Linked DNA regions of Gasterosteus aculeatus: region 1 is linked to region 2. A link is a contact called in public Hi-C data. All regions are on one chromosome and are shown on one strand. The core of a region is the stretch at or near the end of the contact, and the rest is flanking DNA. Distances in the headings are between cores, read along the strand shown.

Region 1 (5,793 bases), core at 2,455-4,954, 96 kb before region 2:
AACGCAGGCTGACGCAGAGATGATGATGATGGAGGAGGTGAGGCCTTGCGGAGAAACCACCGCCACAAAGCCTCCACGGCAAGTCACTGTACTGAGGTAAGTGCTTGTCTTGTATACTTAACATTCATTTTTGGTCTTATTGTGAGAATAAGCTCATGTCAGTATTTAACTTAAGACACACCCACTGCAGCTTTATGCCAAACTCTTCTTTACATCCTGCACCTCTAAATCACACTTCTGCACCTCTAAATCACACTTCTAACTATGTTAATACACTTGACTTGAAAGGTCCCTTGAGAAGATATGTGCACTGTTTTTAAGGGGGGTGGGGGCGGTGGCCTCAATCATTACTTCTTTCCTATTCGTTTTTGCCAATGAGAGCGCAGCTTCTGACAGGCTTGAGGTATGGTGCTTCTCCCTACCTTTTTAATCATCACGTCCCTGATGAGAACACCCATAGTACATCCAGCCTTAAACTGCTGCAATACATCAGACGTATTATGTATTGCAGCAGTTTATATAGTGGAGGGGGGAGACTTTCATCGATCCTCATAAAACATCACAGCAGCTTTGAGTAAAAACTGACTTATTATTATTGAACTGATGAGAATAAATGAGATGGATTTTCACTGTCCACTTGCTGCCTTTTTTGTGTTCAGCATTTGGAATAAAAACTGGGCTTCAACCAAACGCATTGTCCCTCTGGTGGTGTTTTAACTTTTCTTTTGGCATATGAATCAATTTTCTAAATGTAATTATTTGTCTTTTTTCCCCAGGAACAGGAAGTCCCTAAGGCTGCTTTCTGGTTGGTGCGGACCAACAACTTCTAAAGGTCAAAGGGCACGCGGCGGGGTGTCGCCCCTCGACATGTCGGCAATGACGCGGTTTCTCTCTGCACATGGGACCAGTCTGGTGTGGGTGCGGTTGTCACTGCTGTCCAAGGGCAAACCAGAGCTCCACGCCATGGTCTGCGCGCCGACTGCTGAGGACCTGAAGCTGCTGGGCAAAGAACCCGGCGCCTGTGGCCCTGTGGAGCCGCCACACAGAGAGCCCTTTGAAAGACGCACTAGACGCCAACAGAAGGGAACCAAGACGGCTGCTGCCTCTGAGAAGACGGAGGCTAAAGAGTCGGACCCTTCCCCTGAACCAAATCCCAGCACATCTGAAGGCCCCCTGTCTTCAGTGCCCCCCCCCCTCCAGTCTTCCCCGGACCTCACTTTCGGGCTGTGGTCAGACCCTCTGCCGAGCGTCACCTCTCACTGCTCCCGGGTGACGCTGGGCTGGGTCACGCACGGCGACTTCTCGCTGTCTGCCGGATGCGGGGAGGCGCTGGGGTTCGTCAGCGTGGCCGCTCTCCTCCACACCCTCCTCAACCAGCCGATGGAACACAGAGGAATGTTGCTGCTGCGCAACCCCGCGGCCATGCATTACCGCTTTGCTAAAGTCAACCTTGAGGTGTGATGGAAGCAGCTGAGCCCTCACAGAATTCAAGAGCAATCCACCAAGTGATCACTCTGAACTGAATATTTCTTGCATGCAGCAGGCCTGACTAAAAGTACCTAGTGGCCATGTTGGAACAGCTTATTTTGTGTGTTTTACTCTGGAATAGGCATTCTTAATTTTCAGTTGAGGAAAGTTGGTTTTCATATCGACGCCTGACTCAGAGGACTGCTCTACAAAGGAATACGTTCAATACAACTGGGTTTCCAAAATGAAGCTCATTTAAGTCCCTTTAAAACCACACTCAATATGTTAGGAGTAATTATGTTTGTTTTTAAGATAAAAAAAGTTTGTTTTAAAAAATCACTGAATGGAATTTTCTTTAAACATCTTAATAAAATACACATTCTGCACAACTAAATTGGTCATCTTTGGTTAGTTGCTGTAGCTTAGATTTAAAACCACACAAGTGTGACTGCACACATTAAGTTGCACTGAACTGGTACTCTAACATTCTGTTCATAGCTATACTGACTATACACATATATAATCCAGGGTAGGGAATTTACATATTTAGGGGGCACTTTTTGCCCCCAGTGACTGGACATTTTTTGCATTTTTCATCAAATGGCAGGAATAAGCCTATTAGGCAGTCTACAGATTCAAAGTGTTTTCTTAGATTTTTTTTAAACCAAAACATAGATCAGACTCATTCAATTTTATTATTTCTTTGTAGTTTCTCATGTTTAGCAATATGTTCAGCAATGTCAAACTGCTTGACCATTCTGCAGAACGCTGTCTTTGCATCAGATTCACAGCTTCCACAGTTGTCTGTTATTGAGCTGGTTACTCCTGTTCAAAACATTTGCAGTGCAACTGCAGTCTAAACTAATTGTATTTTACCCAAATAGAGTATTGGCTGTTAACCACAAGATGGCAGTAACTTATGAGAAGAGAGTGGAAACATCTCTCATTGACTGCACTCTAACGTTAGCTAGCTAGCAAGTCTTCGTAGCTGTCAGTTAAATAGCCAATCAGAGCTAGCCAACGTTAGCTAAATCATTTCAAAATAATCGTCTGGTGACGAAAGGATGCGTATTTCTTAATGTTTTCTCTTGTTTTCCTCCACCTCAAGCTAATGTGTCTTCCATCTTTCAATGTTTTTTTTCTTAATCTTTCTTTCCTTTTGAACCAGAAAACTGTGACGGAGGCTGGAATCGCTCTCCTGCACAAGAACAAGTGCAAGAAGCGCTCCTTTAAAAAAAATCCTTCAAGGCGAGAATCAAAACATTCAAAGGCAACTTAATCAGGGGGGTATTCCAGAAAGGAGGTTCAACAAACTCTGAGTCTATCCCTGAACTCCGAGTTGACTTACTCTGAGATGAGAAGCTCTGAGTATCCGGTTCCAGAACAGCTGATCTGCGTTAGTTCAATCAACTCGGAGCATGTTCACCTTGAGTTAAGCGCGTGCATGACGATTATAAAAAGCCATCATCAATGGAGCCCCACGAGTCACCATGACAACAGAAAACAAAAGAGCAACACTTACACTTACAGACACATTTTTATTTCATACCTATCGAAGTCATTTAAAATGTGCCGCTGTAGCCTACACCAACACATTAAAATACTAATTAAAAAACAAAGAAACATTGAGTTCTGCTCAGACAACGGAAAGAAGGCAGAGGCCCGAAAAACAGGTGGAGAGCCACCTCCACCACCTCTGACAGAGGCGGAGGAGCCGGCCCTCAGACAAAACAGTGGTCGCCCGGTGGCTGAAGGTAACCCTGGGGGAAGCTCTTCCGAACCTGTCACCGAGACAATTTTGTGTTTTCCGTGAAAACACTTTTATTTATCAAATGAGTTGGAAAAATGAATAGAAAATATAGTCAAGACATTGACAACATTAGAAATAATTCTTATTTGAAATATTAATTTTGTTCTTCAAACTATGCTTTCGTCAAAGAATGCTCCATTTGCAGCAATTATAGCATTACAGACCGTTGGCATTCTAGCTGTTCATTTGTTGAGGTAATCTGTGGAAATGTAGACAATTAGCAAACACAATGTGCCATTAAAAGACTCAAGTGATAGTTGCTGGAAATGGGCCTCTATACACCAATACAATGTAGATATTTCATTAAAAACCAGATGATTCCACCTAGAATAGTCATTTACCACATTAACAATGTATAGAGTGTATTTCTGATTAGTTTAATGTTATCTTCATTGAAAAAAAGGACATTTCTAAGTGACCCTAAACTTTTGAACGGTAGTGTGTGTGTATATATATAGCCTACTTTTTAATTAATATATATCCACCCACCCAACAGTTGTGGATGGTGTCATCTGCACAGTTGTAAACCCTGCAGATACTCAGATCTTGCCTCAGATGGTAGTTAAAAGTATACAGTAACAGTATCTTTTCCTGCATCACAGGAGGAGGAGGATGATGATGAGGAAACTGTCTGCTGCCACAGGGAGAGATCCGAAGGGGCCTACTGAAGTGTGTCTTAATATTATCTACTGGCAGTGCTCTGCCCATTCACATTCTTGAGTGGAATTTGGAGTTTGACATGTAGACTAAAGTGATGAGCATAGTTAATGGATAACTAGCACATTCTTGTCGTTGAACAGAACATGGTTGGGCATCACCAACCCACAGCACAGCTTGAAACAATGAGATTTTCGGTCAATACCATGTTAAATCTGTATGTGGAACTGTAGGAATTAAATGTTGTCCATATGTTTCCTAGTTACCAGTAAAGCGGTAGCGTTCTAACAGAAATTCCTCTGGAAATGATAAAACGTCTAATCTGGGTCGGAAGACTCTCTCGCGACGTAAAGCATTTCGAATCACGACGGCTTCGATGTCAATTGCATTTGGTAGGAATGGGCAATCCATGTCTACCAGCTTTCTTCATGTGGGAGGAGACGGGTAGAAACTCTGGGTTTCTTATAGTAAACCTGCCAGCGAGCAGGTTATGTTCACATAGTCTGTTACCATGGTGATTGACTCAGAGTTTCAGTTACCTCTCTATCTGGAACGGATAACTCAGTTTTCCTCATTTCAGGGTTAACTTACTCTGAGTTTTCACATAACAAGCTTTCTGGAATACACCCCAGGTCATTACGGCTACGATGTTTTTGACAAAGTTAACTAAATTGTAATTACTGTTGGAGGAAATTATGGGGGCATTTTTTGCCCCTCTCCTCGTGATAACGGGGGCAAAATTATATTTCTTGGGGGCAATTTTGGCCTTTGCCCTCGTGTATTTCCGACGCTGCCATAATCTGATCTTGTCCTATGCTTTGCATCACTAGCTTGGTAGCAGTGTAGGGATTGCATTGGTGTTTGAGGAGATTATCTGGTTTGAGAGATGAGTCAAACCTGTTGGATGAGTGTTGGGAGCTTAAACCGATCGGTTTCCAGTGTGTCCCTTCTCCAGATCAACAGCACACATGTACCGAGCTGTGTAATGGTCTCTGAGCCCCCACCACCACTAGAGGGAAGTAGTTTACTTGTTTTGCTGAACTCCAGGAAGTTTACAGACCATTGGAACATCAGATTGTGTCTTTGTTTATTGAAAACTGAAAACTAACTAATTGATTAACTTAACACGCATGTTATATTGGAAGACAGACATCAGAGTGACCGCCTTGAACTTTTTTTCAAATTGACTTCATCTCGTAACAATGCTGCCTATACCTTTTTAACTCTAGACACGTATGGAATATTTAAAGAAATATTTAGATTTGATTTTCAAAAATATAATGTGGTCGCCAACTGGGAATTAATAAATAAAGCTATTATTGCACACATACAGATCCCCCCCCCCAAAGGCCCAGTCCCAATGGAGCCGCTCTTAGGAGTTGTGGCGGGTCCGGCTGGCGCTGTTGCACATGAGTTTGGCTGCCAGCGATCCGTATGTCTGAGTGTTGGCCTCCGGCTGCACTTTGTCTGTGTGGCTTCTGCCTGTGAACACGGACAGCAGAGCTCATTAGAGGGATCGTGATGGCCGGGTTGCAGACATTAGCCTTCGGAAAAATCCATGGTTACTGCCAGCAGATTGAGAGCAGTCACCGCTGACCAATATATAGTAACAGGAACACAGCTGATTCAAAAACTTACTTGGAATCTTATCCAATGCGATAAAATCTGGATCCTGTTGCTTTATTTTTGGCCTGTTTCTGGCTATCAGGAAAACTCCCAGAAAAGACAGCAGACAGCTGCAAAAGAGTTTAATGGAGCGACTGTAAATGCTAGTTTAATGAGCTGCAGATACTGGTTTGCTTTTGGAATACTTACCCAAAAAGAAACATAAAAATGTTTAGTAACGCCAAGCCTTCAAA
Region 2 (5,209 bases), core at 2,423-4,922:
GTGGAGTGAGGAGGTTTAACCTCAATCTTGATCTTTAAATGTCATAGTTTTACACTTCTGGAGGGCCTGATTAAAAACACAGCTCTCTATTTCACACCTTTTGCTCCGGCTCGCCCGAGGACATTTCATACACAGGAACTCAATAGTAATATTTACCATGGATATAACCATTGCTCCACACTGTGAAAAAGTACGCACACGCACAAGACACACACATAACCTGGCAGCTAGGGACTAGCCTACAATAAGCACTTCCAGATTTCTACCACATGGCCGGCTATTGGATTTCTAGCTGCAGGTTACTGATGATGAGCAGATCCAAATCTAATAGATGTCTAATTCCTGTGTGCATGCACCTGTATGTTCTCTTCTGTGCCTATGTGTGTATTTGCAAGAGAGCAAGGTCCTTAATGGCTTGGTTCAGTGTGTATGTGAGTGTGTGTTTGAGGGACTCCAGGGAGAGATAAGGTTGCAGTGATGATTGTCAGCAAATCAGTGAACAGTAAGTGACCGTTAGTCCGATTTCAGCAGCGTTTTACAGGCACGTGGACGCGTCGAGCACAGGGGGGCAGTGCACCGCAAGGTTGAACCAGCAGCCCCCTCGGGCAAGCCGCTCTAACAATAGGCCGACTGTTACAGGGAGTGAGAGTGAGCCAGAGCTCACCTCCAGCGGCGGAAATCGCTGGTGGAATTTTCTCTACAACTGGCAGAGCACTGAGAAAGGTGGGCCGCAAGTAAAAAAATCCTTCCACTTCACAGAGTCACGAGGCGGCGTGTGAGCAGGTTAACACAACATGTGCCAGTCCGGGAGTTTGCTTTTAGGAAAAAATCCCACAGAAGTCAATAGGCGACATCTCAGAAGATTATTTTTAATTACAACAAGGTCATCTCAAGAAGAAGCACAAAGACCAGTGTATAAAGAAGGGTCCAAGGCCTTCACAGCGCATGTCTGTGTGTGGGTGTGTGTGCATATGTGTGTCCGTCTGGATTCCGCTCTACTGTAATAACATCGGCAGGTGGCCGAGCTAGCCCCCACTACCCACCCTGCCCATCAACCCCCCACCCACACTACCACTCCTCCACCGCAATGGAAAGCAGGTGTCCGACCCTGGTTCGGGGACAGAATTGAATTAATGTGCGAAAACAAATGACTCCATCAGCAGCGTCTAGAGGGGCCACAGTGACAGGCCCTGCAGTCTCGCACAGCCCAAAAGCAGAGCGCACCGTCACCCGACACTGGGCCGACCAGGCTAATATCCACACCTATTACATGAGGATTCATGGGAAAACAACTGCTAGGGGCCAAAGGTGAGGATTGGAAAGGAATGGGTGGAACAGAGAGGAGCGTGGAGGTCAGGGAGGACAAGGCCTTATTCTTGGAATTACCTAAAGAATCCATTTGTCCTGTAACGGCACTGTTTGTCTGCGGGGAGCATCCAAAGAGAGGAGGGTGTTAGTCCCAGAGATCTGCGAGGCTTTGAGGAAATGTTGTGTCTAATTGGAAGCGACAGTAGTCAATACACAGGCGGAATCCCGCCCTTGAATGACATGCCCGGCTCTAATACTGTCTCCAATTTCAGGATTATCCTGATAATAACTTAGGCAGCCATTTCCAACACACACAGGCAGTTCTGGCACCGACATTGAAGCAAGGCACAGAGAGCAAATGTCTGAAGCCATTAACCGTGTTACCTCCAATGAGGCTCTCTTGGCAGGGTGCTCATGAGAACCATCTAGGGGTGCTGTAAAAATGACAAAGTCAATATCGGAGATGACCATAATTACAGGGTTTCAGGGGGAACCCCAAGAATTGCTCTGTGTCCCTGCAAAGTGCGTCTGCATTGGTTCTGTGAACCTGTCTTTATCGTGCTTTTTATGCGGGTTTGGCCCGCACTTTGTGCTTGGACAAAAGAGTCCCCAAAAATTACTTATGATCACAGTGTGTCCAAATGGGATGGAAGGGGAATGAAGTTCTTGAATACCATTCACATAAATAGGCTGCTAACAGCGGTAAGGTTTAGAATGCAGCATGGTTATATTTACAATTGTTTCTCACCGGTCTCCAAGCAACCGAGGGCTTTCCCCCATGACGATCGCAAAGCTCCCAGATACTGTCACCACCACTGCAGCTTCCTCTAACCCCTGGTAATCGTATCGTCTTCCTTAACCATACCCTTTTCCCCAAAAAAATTAGCAGCCCACCAGAACTGACTCACTGAGACTCCTATAGTAGCTTTCCCAAAACTCGTTGATGACAGACACAGACACACGCACACATTGCTGCTGGACAGCAGACTCAACTTTCTGTCACTTCAAATACCAGCTGAGGGGGGGCGGATAGGTTCGGACAGAGGCCACCGTATCCCATAACGCTCCAACCAACTGCCAAACTTTGATATCAGGGATTAAGCTCCCGTCGGGGCTGGCACAATGTGGAGAGGAGAGGCGGCCCCGTAATTTCACCTCCCTAATTTGTGAAAAAATCTGTGGAATGACATCAGCACCTATCAAAACAAGGAAAGAGCGGGGGAGGGGAAAATGGAGGGTGTCCTGGGGATTCTCGCTGGCCGACAGTGGCTGATTGAGTCAGCTGGGAGGGGAGGGCGGGTAGCGATGAGCTTCAATGCTAGGGTCCGTCAAAGCTGCAGTCTAAGTTATCTCGGGCAGACACAGGGGTTAAAGGATGGGAGGGATGGAGAGCCGATGAGAGGGGGCAGGGGTAGCAGGCATCTCTATTTCCTTCACCCCGCTAAATCCCAGCTGATGCTGGAAAAAAAGAATGGCCCGGTATGTGGGGTTCAAAGTTGAGGAGACGTCAAGGGCAGTTATCAGCTCTAATAACATTATCTGGGAGCAAACACGGAGCACACTGCGTGGTGATCTGGAGGGGCTGAGACAGATGGACGGTGGCATGGAGCAGGCCAGCCACCGCGTTACCTACAGGCCCGTCTGCATTGTCAGACTCTCGCACCGTCTAAAGATATCTGCATTCTCACACGCACACACAAGACGGGCCGTCAAATCCATCATGGGCTCAGCAATAGATCTGTCTGGATCAGTGGAGAGGACATCAACCAGCTAATGAGGTTTGAAGGTGGAAGAAGTAGATGCATTTTTAAGAAGGTCAAAGTAGAAATTATACTTGAAAAATGAATAACTTGTAGTTTTGTTCTAAAGAAGAATAAAGACACACGCCCATATACATTTCTTTGAGATATTTAAATCCATTTATTCTGGATTACAATCCAAACTGATTGTTAGATTGTAGTGTAAAACAGGAGGAAATTAACACCACTGAACACCACTCAAAATGTCACCTTTTCCACGTGGTCAATAAAAATATATATATGGTTCGGGAAGTTTACAACAGCTAGGATTTGATGGATTACCAAGCTACCATCCCTTCTACTACCTCTCATCGCAAAATTTATGACTTCCCTGAGAGGTCATCAGCGGGGTTACACACTTGGCATTCCCAACAGTGAAGAAGCTGAAAAAACGGGGGGGTGAAGAGTAGAGAGGAGTGGATAGCAGGTATGGGAGTGAGGAAGAACGAGAAGTGAGGAGGGAGAAAGCGAGATAAGAAGTGGGAGAGAAGTGTTGATGGCTGCGGGTCAAATGCCTGAAAGCAGCAGTCAATAAAGTGGAGGCCCACCTCTAAAATGTGATAAGAAGCTACCCCAGGTGTGTGCTGTACATGACAACAACAGCACTGCTCTAACTGCCCTGCCTTAACCGTACATGGACCGACATGGCAGGTGTTTTTCAGTCCAAGCAAGTGCAAGATTGCTTTCATTCCTCTAAAATGCAGTGAATGTTCTGGACCTGCTTGTGATTCAGACTTAAGATCTTGTATCATTTCAGCCTATGAGGAATCAACTGTGTGACTCACTCCTGTTGAGAGATGAATGGAGGCTGTGGTGAAACACAAGAATCGCATATTTACAACAAATGGGGAATTCATCAGTCTCTGATGGACATGTTGGACCTTAGTGCAAGAGAAGTTAACATGTGAAACGTACTCTTTCTGAAGCTAAGTCTGCACATAACTACAAAAGGAACCAGGGGAATAACGGTTTTACTTCCAGCCCCAAAAAATCTGAAAGCCCCCTAATCACTGGCTCACATCAAAACATTCAGGGGCCCTGGCTCAATTAGCCCAAATCAACTGGGGAAAAATTGGCTGTCTGTGCTGAACACAAACTGGAATTTGCTTTCCAAGACGGGGCAAAGAACTTCAAATTGTAACAAAACACCATCATTTATCCAAAACGCAGCAATTCATTTCTCCAGCTTAATCGTCCTCTTCAGAAATTACTCAGAGCTGTTGTTTGACATAGACATAGCAGCGGGATGGGGACAGGGCAAACACACAATGCTTATCCACACCCTAACTTACAAATTTGCATGTGATTTAATTTGAAAAAACTAATTGTAAAACAATTGCAACACTGACTTAATTTCTTAGCTACTGGCATTTACCTCTTCAACTTCAGAGGGAGGGTGGGGGGGGGTAATGATGGATGTATCAAGGTGGTATCAGTTGTTCTTATATGACCAAATACATCAGAAGGTGACAGACACTCACTGCTCGGTTAGCCCGTCGTGGTGAGGGATGTGTCAGGTTGTTGCAGAGGAACAACATGGACCAAGAGGTATGTCTGTTCAACACGTCATCAATAAAGCTGATTGATGATGCCATCATCTGGCCCTGAAGTGAATGAATTTATTACTGTCATCTTCCTCAACCCTCGGCTGAACCACCCACACACAGCCAGCTCCCACTGACACACAAGCACATATATCCTCCTACACACGCACACACACAAAGGACACTTTCTCGCTTGCCCTGCCCAGACACTTTGCTTTGCTTACGAAACACAATAAGCCCTGAGCAGCAAACTATTCTTCACCAGAACCTTTCTTCAACAAGTCACCAGATTTGTCATTCTACAGCTCCAGCGTCCGGGAGGTTTGTGGGAATCCTGGAAATGGACTGCCAGAAAGACAAATAGAGTAGGCGGGAAGGTACGAAACACACACACACACACACACACGGGTGAATGTAACTGAGGAAGAGACAAGGAGAAGACTGAGCAAAGTGCAGAAAAATATAACCCTCAGTGCCTCAGGTCCCAGGCAAATAAACACTTCCCCGTTCGATCCCTCTGTCTCCACCGTACTGTAAATCTGGTGAACAAATTTAAAG

The links. A called contact is a pair of places that touch in the nucleus more often than the background predicts.
Region 1: a contact with region 2 is called in a Hi-C map of tail fin, with 3 times the contacts expected there. The contact joins two enhancer-like sites. A contact is called at or near these places in 3 of 6 Hi-C or Micro-C datasets (skeletal muscle and tail fin).

The regions. Positions count from the first base shown.
Region 1 is chr20:19,394,457-19,400,249 of fGasAcu3.hap1.1, reverse strand. It overlaps nipal2 (NIPA like domain containing 2), which reads right to left. Exons shown (of 11, transcript XM_040165579.2): 9 at 5,750-5,793; 10 at 5,573-5,670; 11 at 2,986-5,416. The coding sequence ends at 5,307. It overlaps pop1 (POP1 homolog, ribonuclease P/MRP subunit), which reads left to right. Exons shown (of 17, transcript XM_078094154.1): 15 at 1-96; 16 at 289-403; 17 at 777-1,861. The coding sequence ends at 830. Among protein-coding and RNA genes, the nearest start is that of pop1, 13 kb to the left of the region's middle. Within about 2 kb of position 3,704, at least 2 of the 9 cell types and tissues checked have open chromatin away from gene starts, as enhancers often do.
Region 2 is chr20:19,299,409-19,304,617 of fGasAcu3.hap1.1, reverse strand. No RefSeq gene overlaps it. Among protein-coding and RNA genes, the nearest start is that of osr2, 34 kb to the right of the region's middle. Within about 2 kb of position 3,672, at least 1 of the 9 cell types and tissues checked has open chromatin away from gene starts, as enhancers often do.